Regions from separate parts of the Salmo salar genome. Here region 2 is linked to region 1. A link is a contact called in public Hi-C data. All regions are on one chromosome and are shown on one strand. Each heading gives the region's core, a stretch centred on a gene start, on an enhancer-like site or on the middle of the called end of the contact. The rest is flanking DNA. Distances are from core to core; before and after follow the strand shown.

Region 1 (5,877 bases), core at 899-3,398:
AACTTGTTCTCAACTGGCCTACCTGGTTAAATAAAGGTGAAATAAAAAATGTCTGAGCTCTACGGATAATTACTTCGACCTTATGGCTTGGTTTTTGCTCTGACATGCACTGTCAACTGTGGGACCTTATATAGACAGGCGTTTCCCTTTCATGTTCAATCAATTGAGTTTACCACAGGTGGACTCCAATCAAGTTGTAGAAACATCTCAAGGATGATCAATGGAAACAGGATGCACCTGATCTCAATTTTGCATCTCATAGCAAAGGGTCTGAATACCTGTGTAAATAAGGCATTTCTGTTTTTCTAAAAACCTGTTTTCGCTTTGTCATTATGGGGTATTGTGTGTAGATTGCTGAGGATAAAAAAGTTAATCCATTTTAGAGTAAGGCTGTAACATAACAAAATATGTAAAAAGTCAAAGGGTCTGAATCCTTTATAAGCACTTGCCCCAAAAATGTAAATGTATCATTTTGAACTTTACACTGGGGAGGAACAAGAAAAAACAGATTGAGTTATTTGCATTTAGGTTATTGCCAGTAGCAACAAATCACTTGGCCAATGAAAAAAACTCAGAACAGGCTCAACTGCTTGCACAAGGCAATAGGGAAACTTATGTCAATTGCTGTAATTCTGTTTCATATATTAAAAGGCTGTCTATTCAAAAGACATTGAGAAATGAGCTTGGCCTAGAAACAGTTACATGACAGATGCAAATTGAGCTCACGTTGGTTCCATTATTTGAATGTGTGTGAAATCTACCACAGATTCTGGGGCTTAACCTACACAATGTAAGCAAGCAAAGTGTTCTCTACAGACCACAGAATTTGTCATATCCTCTTCAATTAATGTTCAAAATGTGTATTCCAAAATATATCAGTTAAGAAAAGATGGATGAAATTCTTGGTTCTTGAGGTCATTAAATGGAGTGGACATTGGGTACAGTTAAAGAGATCATTACCTAGCCATATTTTCGAGAGTGGATATGTGTAACAAATAGCTACATACTGTAGCTACACTGCTACAATACATTTCTTCAAGAGTGCTGTCTATATCCCTTCACGACTAACTACTGTACAGTGGACTGAAAATGTAACCACCAGTAGCTGCATTGTTCTCACCACATACCTGCACAAATCAGCGAAGGCCTGAAAATTCAGCTTCTTCATCTTCTTCTCGCTGAGCCAGTAGCCCACTCTCCTGCCTTTCAAAAAAGTCTGCATCTCTCCACCTCACCTAACGTATGTTCTTAATCCAGATGTTAACAGTTACTGTCGATTCAACCTGGAAAACAGGAAACTGTCGTCTCACACGAACCTAGAGGGAAGGGATGAATTACTTAGCTAGCTAGCATTTCGTATTATGTGAGGAAACCAGATAGGTTGATTCTCCTCAAATCTTCCAACTACTTTAGTTAGCTAGCAAACTAACGTTAGTCAGCCATAACAACAATGTTCAGTTTATGACAGTGCTAGCGTACGTTATCTATACAGCCAACTTTACTTAATGTCAAATAACTGTTAGCTACCTACATTAATGTTAACCAGATTAAAACAAATATGTGTCCCGTAGATAAATCGTCTGCCCCCCCCCCCGATTGGCTAGCTGCATTTGCCGAAGAGACTAATTTCTACAGATGCGCCACAACATAAACCAAATTATTACTAATAATATACATCGCTAGCTATACAAGGTGGTTTCTGGATACATTCGCGAGCATAATGACAAAGCTCGAGGAGAAGCACAAATGCACAGCTAATAAATATCAGAAGTTCAATAAAATGTATAGCTACCAGCTAGCTAGCACATTTCCTCCCTAAATGTCGTTATCCTAGTAAGGATAGCCACCTAGCTAGCCTGATAGCTGTCCATTCTCCGTTCCGCTGGATGTTGAAGCTGAAGTTCTGATGACTGCGCGGAGGTCTTCAATCCAGACTGGTCGAAATTGGAGCCTAACTGACAGAGTGCACACACTCTCGAGTCGTGCTCATTTAGGTAGCCCTAGCGCGTACCCCGTAAACAACTATGCATACCGCTAGCTACCTTGCTGTCAAACAGTGCAGCGTTTTTCACCCTCATTAGAAAATAAAAGAGCACGTCAGCACAGCTTCTAAGCCATACTGTAATGTCTTTGACGTCAGTTTAAACAACAGCTCCCCTAGGTGGCAGCAATAAATACTTAACCCTTAAAGGGAAAGTGGTCTTATTTTTTTGGTAAGATGTGTGAATTCCATTTAAAAAAAAAGTTTTTACTTCATCTGAAAAAACAACTACACTTTTGAAATGAAACCCAACATATTTGGACTGCATGCCTCAACTCCCCCTAACACCTGCCTTTAAACCTAATGATACAGGACAGACACATTATCATTCAAACTGGTGAATGTTTCTAGGAATTTGGCACTACCATTGCGCCATCTGCTGGTAAAACATTTTGAATGTTGAAGTTGGTTTTGTCTCAGAAGTCCTCAAGCAGAGTTTACCAAACTCAGTCCTGATTTTTCTGCCCAGCAGTGGCGGTTCTGGACCATTTCAACTGGGGGGGGGGCAGTTGTACTGTTAGAGGGGCTAGTTACATTAGACGTTATTGTTGTCATATCGTTTTCTTCACTGCATTGCAGGCATTAGCAGGCAAAATACATTTTTAGGTAAAAATTATTTCATACTCCACATTTAGGGGGGCCACAAGGGGGTCCAAAATTGTTGTCACAGGGGCACTCCATTGACAAACATTGGCAGTAAAATGGCCTTACTGAAGAGCTCAGTGACTTTCAACGTGCCACCATCATAGGATGCCACCTTTCCAACAAGTCAGTTCTTCAAATTTCTGCCCTGCTAGAGATACCTCGGTCAACTATAAGTGCTGTTATTGTGAAGTGGAAACATTTAGGGTCAACAACTGCTCAGCTGCGAAGTGGAAGGCCACACAAGCTAACAGAACGGGACCACTGAGCGCTGAAGTGCGTAGCGAGTAAAATTCATCTGTCCTCGGTTGCAACACTCACTACTGAGTTCCAAACTTCCCCTGGAAGCAACATCAGCACAATAACTGTTCATCGGGAGCTTCATGAAATGGGTTTCAATAGCCGAGCAGCCGCACACAAGCCTAAGATCACCATGCGCAATGCCAAGCGTCGGCTGGAGTGGTGAATCGTGCTTCACCATCTGGCAATCCGACTGACGAATCTGGGTTTGGCGGATGCCAGGAGAATGCTACCTGCCCGAATGCATAGTGCCAACTGTAAGGTTTGGTGGAGGAGGAATAATGGTCTGGGGCTGCTTTTCATGGTTCGGGCTAGGCCCCTTAGATCCAGTGAAGGGAAATCTTAACGCTACAGCATACAATGACAATCTAGACGATTCTGTGCTTCCAACTTTGGGGAAGTTTGGGGAAGGCCCTTTCCTGGCCCCTTGGAGAAGGCCCTTTCCTGTTTCAGCATGACAATGCCCCCGTGCACAAAGCGAGGTTCATACAGAAATGGTTTGTCGAGATTGGTGTGAAAGAACTTGACTGGCCTGCACAGTGCCCTGACATCAACCCCATCAAACATCTTCGGGATGAATTGGAATGTCAACTGCGAGCCAGGCCGAGTCACCCATGGTTTTAGGGGAGGGGGAGGGTTTGTTCGAAATTAGTAGGGATTTATTTGTTTATTTATTTTTTCTTAGTAGTACAGAATTAGGCAAACCATGAATGCTCGCAGACTTCAGCACAGTAGGTGGCGGCATGCGCCTTAAACATTTGTTTTCGGACCGCCATTATACCAGGGACGTAAGTGGGCATTTCATATCAGTGTCGGTTGTTGAACGACAGAGAACGCAGGTCGAGCTGGTTGACTGTTTGGAAAGCTGTGACTAGCGATCAATCGTTCATAAACAAACAATCAAACTTTACTCGGTGTGGCACGGCTGTGCTGTGACTGGGTCAGAGATGGTAGGAGATAGTGATGGAGAAGAAAGTGACGCAAGTATCGAGCATAGTGGTACAAATAAAGGAGGGGGTGAGAAAGAAAGTGGGAGAGAAAGGGAGTAGGGGTTTGAAGGGGAGCGAGAAGTCTAAGGAGGCAGAAAAGGAAGTTTGAGGAGACGAACATAGTTTCCAACGCTAGCGACAGTTCAGAGGTAGAAAGTGCCGAGGAAGGATAAGATAAGACACGAGGGGAGCATGGAGATGAGGAAGAGCAGAAAAGGATGCTGAAGTTTAGGGAGGAAATGGGAGTTGGGGCGAAGAGTCCGATAAGGTTGACGGCTGTGATAAAATATTTGATTGAGGAAGTTGTCATTGCTAAAGTGTTAAGAGATGGGAACTTGTTGGTGTTCTGGAAGGACATGGCGCAGAGGGAAAAAGCTCTGAGTGAAGCAAATAGGGAAGTGTATGGTGGTGTTGAGCAGCTGGAATGATCAAGCAGGGAAGCAGTGGATTAAAGGGGTGATAACAGGAGGGCCTGTGAGTGACAGCACTAAAGAGGTAAGGGACAATTTGAGAGGAGGCGTTCTAGTGAATGTTCAAAGATTGCAAGCAACAAGGGGTGGAGTTAGGGTAGATAACACGTCTATTCTGTTACACTTCAGGGACCGGGTACTGCCAAATAAAGGATATGAGTTATTATGTGAGGGCTTACATACTAAAGCCTTTAAGATGTTATAACTGCCAGATATTTGGGCATGTGGAAACAGCCTGTAAAGAGAAAGAGTTGTGCCAGGAGTGGAGGGGAGCATGAGTATGGGAAGTGTGGGGATGGTGGACAACCAAAGTGCTGCAGCTGTGAAGGTGCTCATAGTGTGGCATATAGTGGGTGTGAGGCTATGAAGCAGTGGAGGTGCAACAAGTGAGAGAGGAGAGAGGGCTGTCATATGCTGAGGCAGTGAGGGTGGTCCAGGTCCAGGGAGATACATGTTCAAAGGAAAGATGGATAGAAGCATCTAGACCGGGGGTTAAGGGGCAGGTGGGAGACGATATGGTATGCATAGATAAGAGAAAGCTGGTGACGTTCATAGCAGGAGCTATCAATAGCACTGCTAAAGTAGAGTCTAAAACAGAGAGGATTCAGCTAATAGTGAAAGCTGCTGGGAGACATCTGAGTGTGACAGGGTTGACATAGGAAGAGGTTCGAGATGACCTCAATCAGCCGAGGCTGGAGTCATGTATTACTGGATCTTAGTTATGGTGGTAGTACTACAATAGAATGCTGAAAGCCTGTTGGCTAATGGGCAGGAGATCAAGCAGTCCATTGTAGATATGCCAGCTAAGGCTGATGTGATTTGTCTGCAGGAATCATGGCTCAAACCGAATGTGGAGTTTATTATACCGGGATAATATAGTGGTTCGTAGGGACAGAGATGTAGGGGGAGGGGGGATGTGCCACCTTCATAAAGCAAGAACTTCCCTACAGGATGCTAGGCAAAGGTATTGAACAGGAATATGTGGTGATGGAGTTGTGGTTGATAAGTGGGGTGATAGTGGTAGTGAATTACTATAATCCATGTCAGATACTGGACCTGGAAGTGCTGGAGAGGGTGGAGGGCCAGGACAGAAGTAAGGTAATGTGGTGTGAGGATTTTACTGCGCACAACACGCTCTGGGCGGGGGGGACAGATGGATGGAAATGACCAAGTGATGGAAAATCGAATGGAAATGAAAGATCTGGTGTGCCTTAATGATGGCCGAGGGACCAGGATTGATGTAGCCACAGGGAAAGAGTCTGTCTTGGACCTCACTCTGGTATCTAGTGTGATGGCAGGAATCTGTGAGTGGGAGGTATGGGAGGAGTCGACAGTAGGGAGTGATCATTACACCATAGTATGCACAGCGGGCCGGAGGGAGGAAGAGGTGTCAGTGGCTGGAGTAGGCAGGTGTGTGTTTGGAATGGCAAAGTGG
Region 2 (5,565 bases), core at 836-3,335, 40 kb before region 1:
TCCCTAAGCATGTCATTCAGAAGTCCTTCTTTGTTTCAGCCTGACTATCCAAGAACAGACTCTCACGCACACAGAAACTCAAAACACACCGAGTGACGTGTTCTCTCAGAGATGGCTAGTTTAAAAAAAAAAATGTACCTGTGACGCCAAACATACCCTATTCATACAGCCAAAACACCGACAAGAGAGCTACTTGTCATCTGATGACAGAGGCAGAAGGCCGTCCAATTTTAGACTCACACACAAACACACCACCTGTGTGCGTGTCAGTACCCTGTCATCACTACCTTCCATTATACAGCTGGATTAGAGAACCCTAAAACACACAGCTGCCACCTGAGGGAGGAGCAGAGGAGGTAGAGAGGAGAACAGGCTCCTGTTCAAATAAATAAACAAGGAAGCTGCCAACCCTGTCTGGCCTGCTCTGCCCAGAGAGACGCCACAGCACCAGACAACACATAGATCAGGACCAGACAGAAAACAACAGATTGACAGACAACATTATACACGGGACAAGTCCACAGCTCTTCCAAAACCAGACAAGTGTACATACAGTACATGTACAGTACACATACTCAGGATGGGAGTGCTAGTCACACAGACTGTGTAGCACTTTGGAGAATCGAATCAGAGCTTCATTCTCATTGTTTACATAGTGGCCTGCAGCGGTGGCTGTTTCTCCATCTCCTCTCATAAGACTTGAAGTAAGAGGTTCTGCCATCCCAGGAAATGACGGACAAACATCCTGCAGGTAGAACACAGTAAATCTGCCCTCGTGTAAGCCGATACAGGGCTCCAGACTAACGTTTCCCCTGGTGGCACCAGTCCATTATTTGGACGCACCAAGAATGTTCTCCTGGCGTAACGCTATAGAACAAATGAGTCATTTTTAAAAAGTCATCCATGGTGCTTTATTGAAAAAAATACTACGGAGTGATTATAGTATGATTAAATAAATTTTAAAAAATGGTCAAACATGTCCAAGCAGGAATGTATGATTGAAGTATTTTTATGTGCAACATAAACCAGTGATTGCCATGAATTTGGGTTGACAATTAGGCTATTGTTGCTATATTTTTCTGTCAAAATAGGCCTCCAGAATTTTCTGATTTTAAAAATGGCCAATGTGCGGCTCGCGTGAGCCACATCTCAGACATACCAGAGACATATCCGTTATTTAAAAAAAGGTGTTCATAATATGAAACCCTCCTCTCTTCAGCTAGAAACAGCATACCCCTTTTCAAAACTGTGTTAGTGTTTTACCAGCAACTTATTTTGAAATAACACATTTCTCTCACCCTCTTAATAGAGTCCACAGCTGGAGGGAGAGGGAGTGGGAGTGAGCCACAGAAGCCGGCCACGGCAAAACGGGCACTGCAGGGGCAGGGTAGGCTCTTTCATGGCAGAAATTAAAGCACCTTATTTTAGGTGTACTGTTCAACCAAATCATAGTTTTAACTTGCACAGCCAAGTCAAAGGGTCGCAAAATGCGACTAAATGGTCTCAGCCCAGAGCTCTGCTATATTAAAGTTCTGGGCGCTGCTGTAATTTCCTGGCTATCAGAGATAAGGCAGCTCGTTTGACACAGAAAATCAGTGTCCGGGCCAAACCAAGCGCTGGCATATTGCTGCTGATGACAAAAACACAATAGAAACACTACAGTGTTTGTGTTGTGTGGGCAATGTGATGTCGGTGCTTCCGGTGAGTTGTGCTGAGGTCAGGAGAAACCCACAGGACTGTATTACACTGGCTAGTGGCTACACCCCTGAATGCTGCTGAGCTGTGGTCGCAGATAGGCTACACAGACCCACAGCTCAATGATCACATTGTGGATGTGGAGAGCATATAACAAAGACAGAAAAGGTAGAGACAAATCTCACACTTTTCTGGTTCATACACAGTCAATGAACTATATTTCTTTCAACTGTAAACAACTTCATTTATCCACCATCTTTACATACACTACACAAGATGACTTGCGCTTCAGACCAGTCAGGGAGTGAACGCCCAGGCAGTCATGAGCAGCTGACTCAGGAGGGGAGGAGTGATTGGAGGAAGTAGGGGGATCACCAAGGTGTCAAAGCCATTGGTCCGCTTCCCATTTTGCTGGCCCCGTTGTTCAGCATGCGATTTGCACTATATGTAATGTAGCCAATCACAATCCCCTAATACGGATAGGGTAGGTTCTTATAGTAACAAACCGTAAAACAGGCTGTCTTTTGTTAGAATAATCAACAAAAAGGAAGCAATAAATCACCAACAGAACATTTAATAACAATAGAACAATCAACTTAATGAACACAAGTTAAAAGAAATGCGTAAGTATAGAATTCCCTCAGACTGATTTTAAGGTAGCTAAACATTAAAAAATAACCTAGGCACAAACAATCACCACTTGATTGTTCATACAAGATAAATGTGATTGTACTCTGTGCTCCTTAACTTGTATTCGTCTGTGGTGCTCCTGTTCTGTCAGTGGCTATCAATGGAGACGTGTCAGCAGCCTAGGAGTGTGGCGTGATGAGTGAGACAGAGGCCTGGAGGGTTTACCCATCACACTGCTGTTGTTGTGGGAGGGAGGGGATAGTAATGTCGCACTAACGTCACTTAAAAACAATCCAAAGACCCAACATGTATTTTAATTGTGAGAACAAAAACTCACTTTAAATCCAAATAGACTGCCATCACATGTTCCCATACCTGTGGATCGTGACTTGAGCAAAAACAAAGTCTAAAAAAGGCCCAGTTGGAAGCATCAGGCCCAGATAAAGAGAGACTAGAGGGGATATGAGGATGGTGGTGATGGTGAGTGAAGCACACGGTCTGTGTGTTATGCGTTGGTGTCGTGCTTGGCCCTGGCCGTTTGGCTCTGAGTGCAGGGGATCAATCTCCTCCTCTGTCTAAACACTGTGTGCACTCAGCAGACGTTTACGGGACGTCAGTCCGACTCGAAGCAGACAGCATACACCACTGACTGGCCTGACGCTGTGGAACCTCTCAGAGTTTGGGGATCTGGAGTAGGACAGTACTATACCAGACCCAATACTACCATGACAAAACACCCAATTAAAATGAGAGATTCTCATCTTAAAAGGATGTTATCAATAGGGTTTGATCCTTAAGGGAAAAAACAGGACAGTCTTAAGGAGGCCTGGCTGATTGAAATGTTCATACCGGACACTGGTGAACTCTTTCTATAAAGGCAAGCAGCCACCAGTGAAACTGACCTTCACATTTTCTTTGCAAAAGTTATTATCAGCATTATCAAAGGATTACCAAGTAGGCCTATACTGGTACAAGTCCAGTGTTAACAGTAGATTGAAATCTAAATGTTGCTATTTAAGGCTACATTCCTAGCATTACCAGCTCCTCTTCTATTCCCTTGCTCAGAGCCAAACCAGGGATGTTTTCAAACTCTGTGTGCCCTGCAAGTAAACCCATCATTCTCCAAATCCCGCTGTAAGGAGTTTACAGTAGAAATATAATTATCCATTCATCTTTGTGAGAGAACAACATCTTCAACTCGGCGTCGTAGAGCACCTACGCTGACGTCTTGATTAACTTCATCAGATCAATCCAACAGAACAGGTCCATAAAGGAACAGTGAACTGCTTTGAAGGCAGTCTTTATGTAAGCAAGGCAATCATCTTAGTGGTTTTTATTCAGCCCATGCTGACTATTCTGTGCTGGGGATGGGATGGGCCTGGATGTGTCTGTGCGGTCCTCAGCAGTCCCTCCACAGCTCTTTTTCTTTCATCTGATGAGCCTTTGTATAAATACTGATTTCTTGCATCAGCAGGACACTTGTTATTGTTGGTCGCGTTTGAACCACAAAAACATAGGATTTATGTGGACACCAAATACTCCCCATATAACAAAGCACTACCATAATCCAGTTAAACAAATACCTCAAGAGTCTGGTTCAGTTTGATCCCACAAAAACATCTGTTCATTTAAGGGTGTCCTAGTCCCAGTCCCTTTCTTTTGAAGTGGAAAAGAAATACCAAGACGAAGAGCACCCTGAATCAGATCCTTCACGTTGTACAGCCTGGCGACTGTTGCCATCTTTACAAACACCAAGTGAAATAGAGGCAGCAAGGCTGACTTCTAAACGGAAAAGAGTGGATTCCACCACCTAAAGTAAACAACCGCCCTGCCAAAACAGACTTCGACAACACTCTGGAAAGCTGATGAGCGGAACAATGAGTCATGTGGTGTAGAGGAGACTAATGGGACCAGGAGGACTAACCCCTGTGTAGTTAGGCAACCCCTGTGTAGTTAGGCAACCCCTGTGTAGTTAGGCAACCCCTGTGTAGTTAGGCAACCCCTGTGTAGTTAGGCAAACATTTCACAGGGCTGTCTACTGATCTCCAGGTACACTTATAGAAGTTTAACATGTATCAGCTTACACACAAACAAGCACAAAGCTCTAGTGTTTCCTCCCATTGAGTAGTATTCTTAGCCACTCAGGCAGCCCTCTGACCATGGCAGGCTCTCTGCAGCCTCTGGTACTGGGCAGCCAGCACTGCACTGGGGCTACATGGTCTCAACTGATAAGGAGGAGGAAGTGGCCGTGCCAGAGTGTGCACTTTGGACTTTCCACTCTCATTACAACCAAACAGGAAGAGCAGAAGAGGTTTCACACCAGACAAAATCTGTCCACGAAAATAAGATCACGAAGTGAGTAATTTTTTGTAGAGGTCCAATGAGTGTCAAATTTGGTGAACAAAAAATGGCATTTGTAATTTGCTACGTGAGGCTTATTTGGTCCAACAGAAGTTCCGTAATGGTTTGGTTGTTACGTAGACGCACCAACTGTACATCGGCGTTGTGCCTGTTTGTTCACACGCGCATCTGCACTCTCATTGGCTAGAATGGTTCCACTTGATCTTGCCTCCACCTTCGAGGACATGCATTTCATTTCCATTGTTAGAGCGGTCACAACTATCTTTTCAATATACTATCTCTGCTACAACCCTCCTCTCCATGCTCCCACCAGCACCAGCCACTGGTTGTTGACGACTAGCGCCGAGTCATTTTAGGTCACTTTGGTTTCGGCTCGATTATAAAATAAATAAATCACGGTTTTCTGTAAAGAAATGTTTTACGTTAATTGCACTGTGCATTACGTGGGTTAAATGTTGTAACACTGAATAAAACCATTAATAAAAGTCCCATGGTGGTAGTGACTGACCATTACGGCATCATTTATTCACATTACTTTAATCAAAAATGTGTTTTATTTGATGACTGTGATTTCATCTCTGTAGAGCTGCTGCCTATGCTGTCTCAATCACTATTTTAGTAGTTCTTCGAAATAAAGAAGACACTTTTATGACTGCTGAATACCAACTATCAATCACTTAGATCATGTATTTTCGGGCTCGCGAAGCAACTGCTTTCTATCCCTCTCGATCAAGTGTTCACTCTTCTCTCAGTGACTGCTCCTCACAGAGCGGACAAGTTAAAGCACCAAAGGATTATGGTCATTGTAGTTAATTACCACTTTTATGCACTAAACTATGTAGAATATTGGCCTGTTGGAAACTACAATTCCCTACGTCG

Evidence for each region. Hi-C and Micro-C count contacts between places; a contact is called where the count stands out from the background.
Region 2: a Hi-C map of blood shows a contact between it and region 1, with 7 times the contacts expected there. The contact joins the enhancer-like site here to the promoter of LOC106597151 in region 1. A contact is called at or near these places in 3 of 3 Hi-C or Micro-C datasets (blood, gill and muscle).

What each region holds. Positions count from the first base shown.
Region 1 is chrssa01:29,452,538-29,458,414 of Ssal_v3.1, reverse strand. LOC106597151 (inositol-tetrakisphosphate 1-kinase-like) reads right to left here and starts at 2,148. Exons shown (of 11, transcript XM_014188432.2): 1 at 1,848-2,148; 2 at 1,128-1,316. The coding sequence starts at 1,222.
Region 2 is chrssa01:29,492,506-29,498,070 of Ssal_v3.1, reverse strand. All of the region lies in intron 5 of LOC106597151 (inositol-tetrakisphosphate 1-kinase-like), which reads right to left. Among protein-coding and RNA genes, the nearest start is that of LOC106597351, 19 kb to the left of the region's middle. Within about 2 kb of position 2,085, at least 2 of the 13 cell types and tissues checked have an H3K27ac peak or open chromatin away from gene starts, as enhancers often do.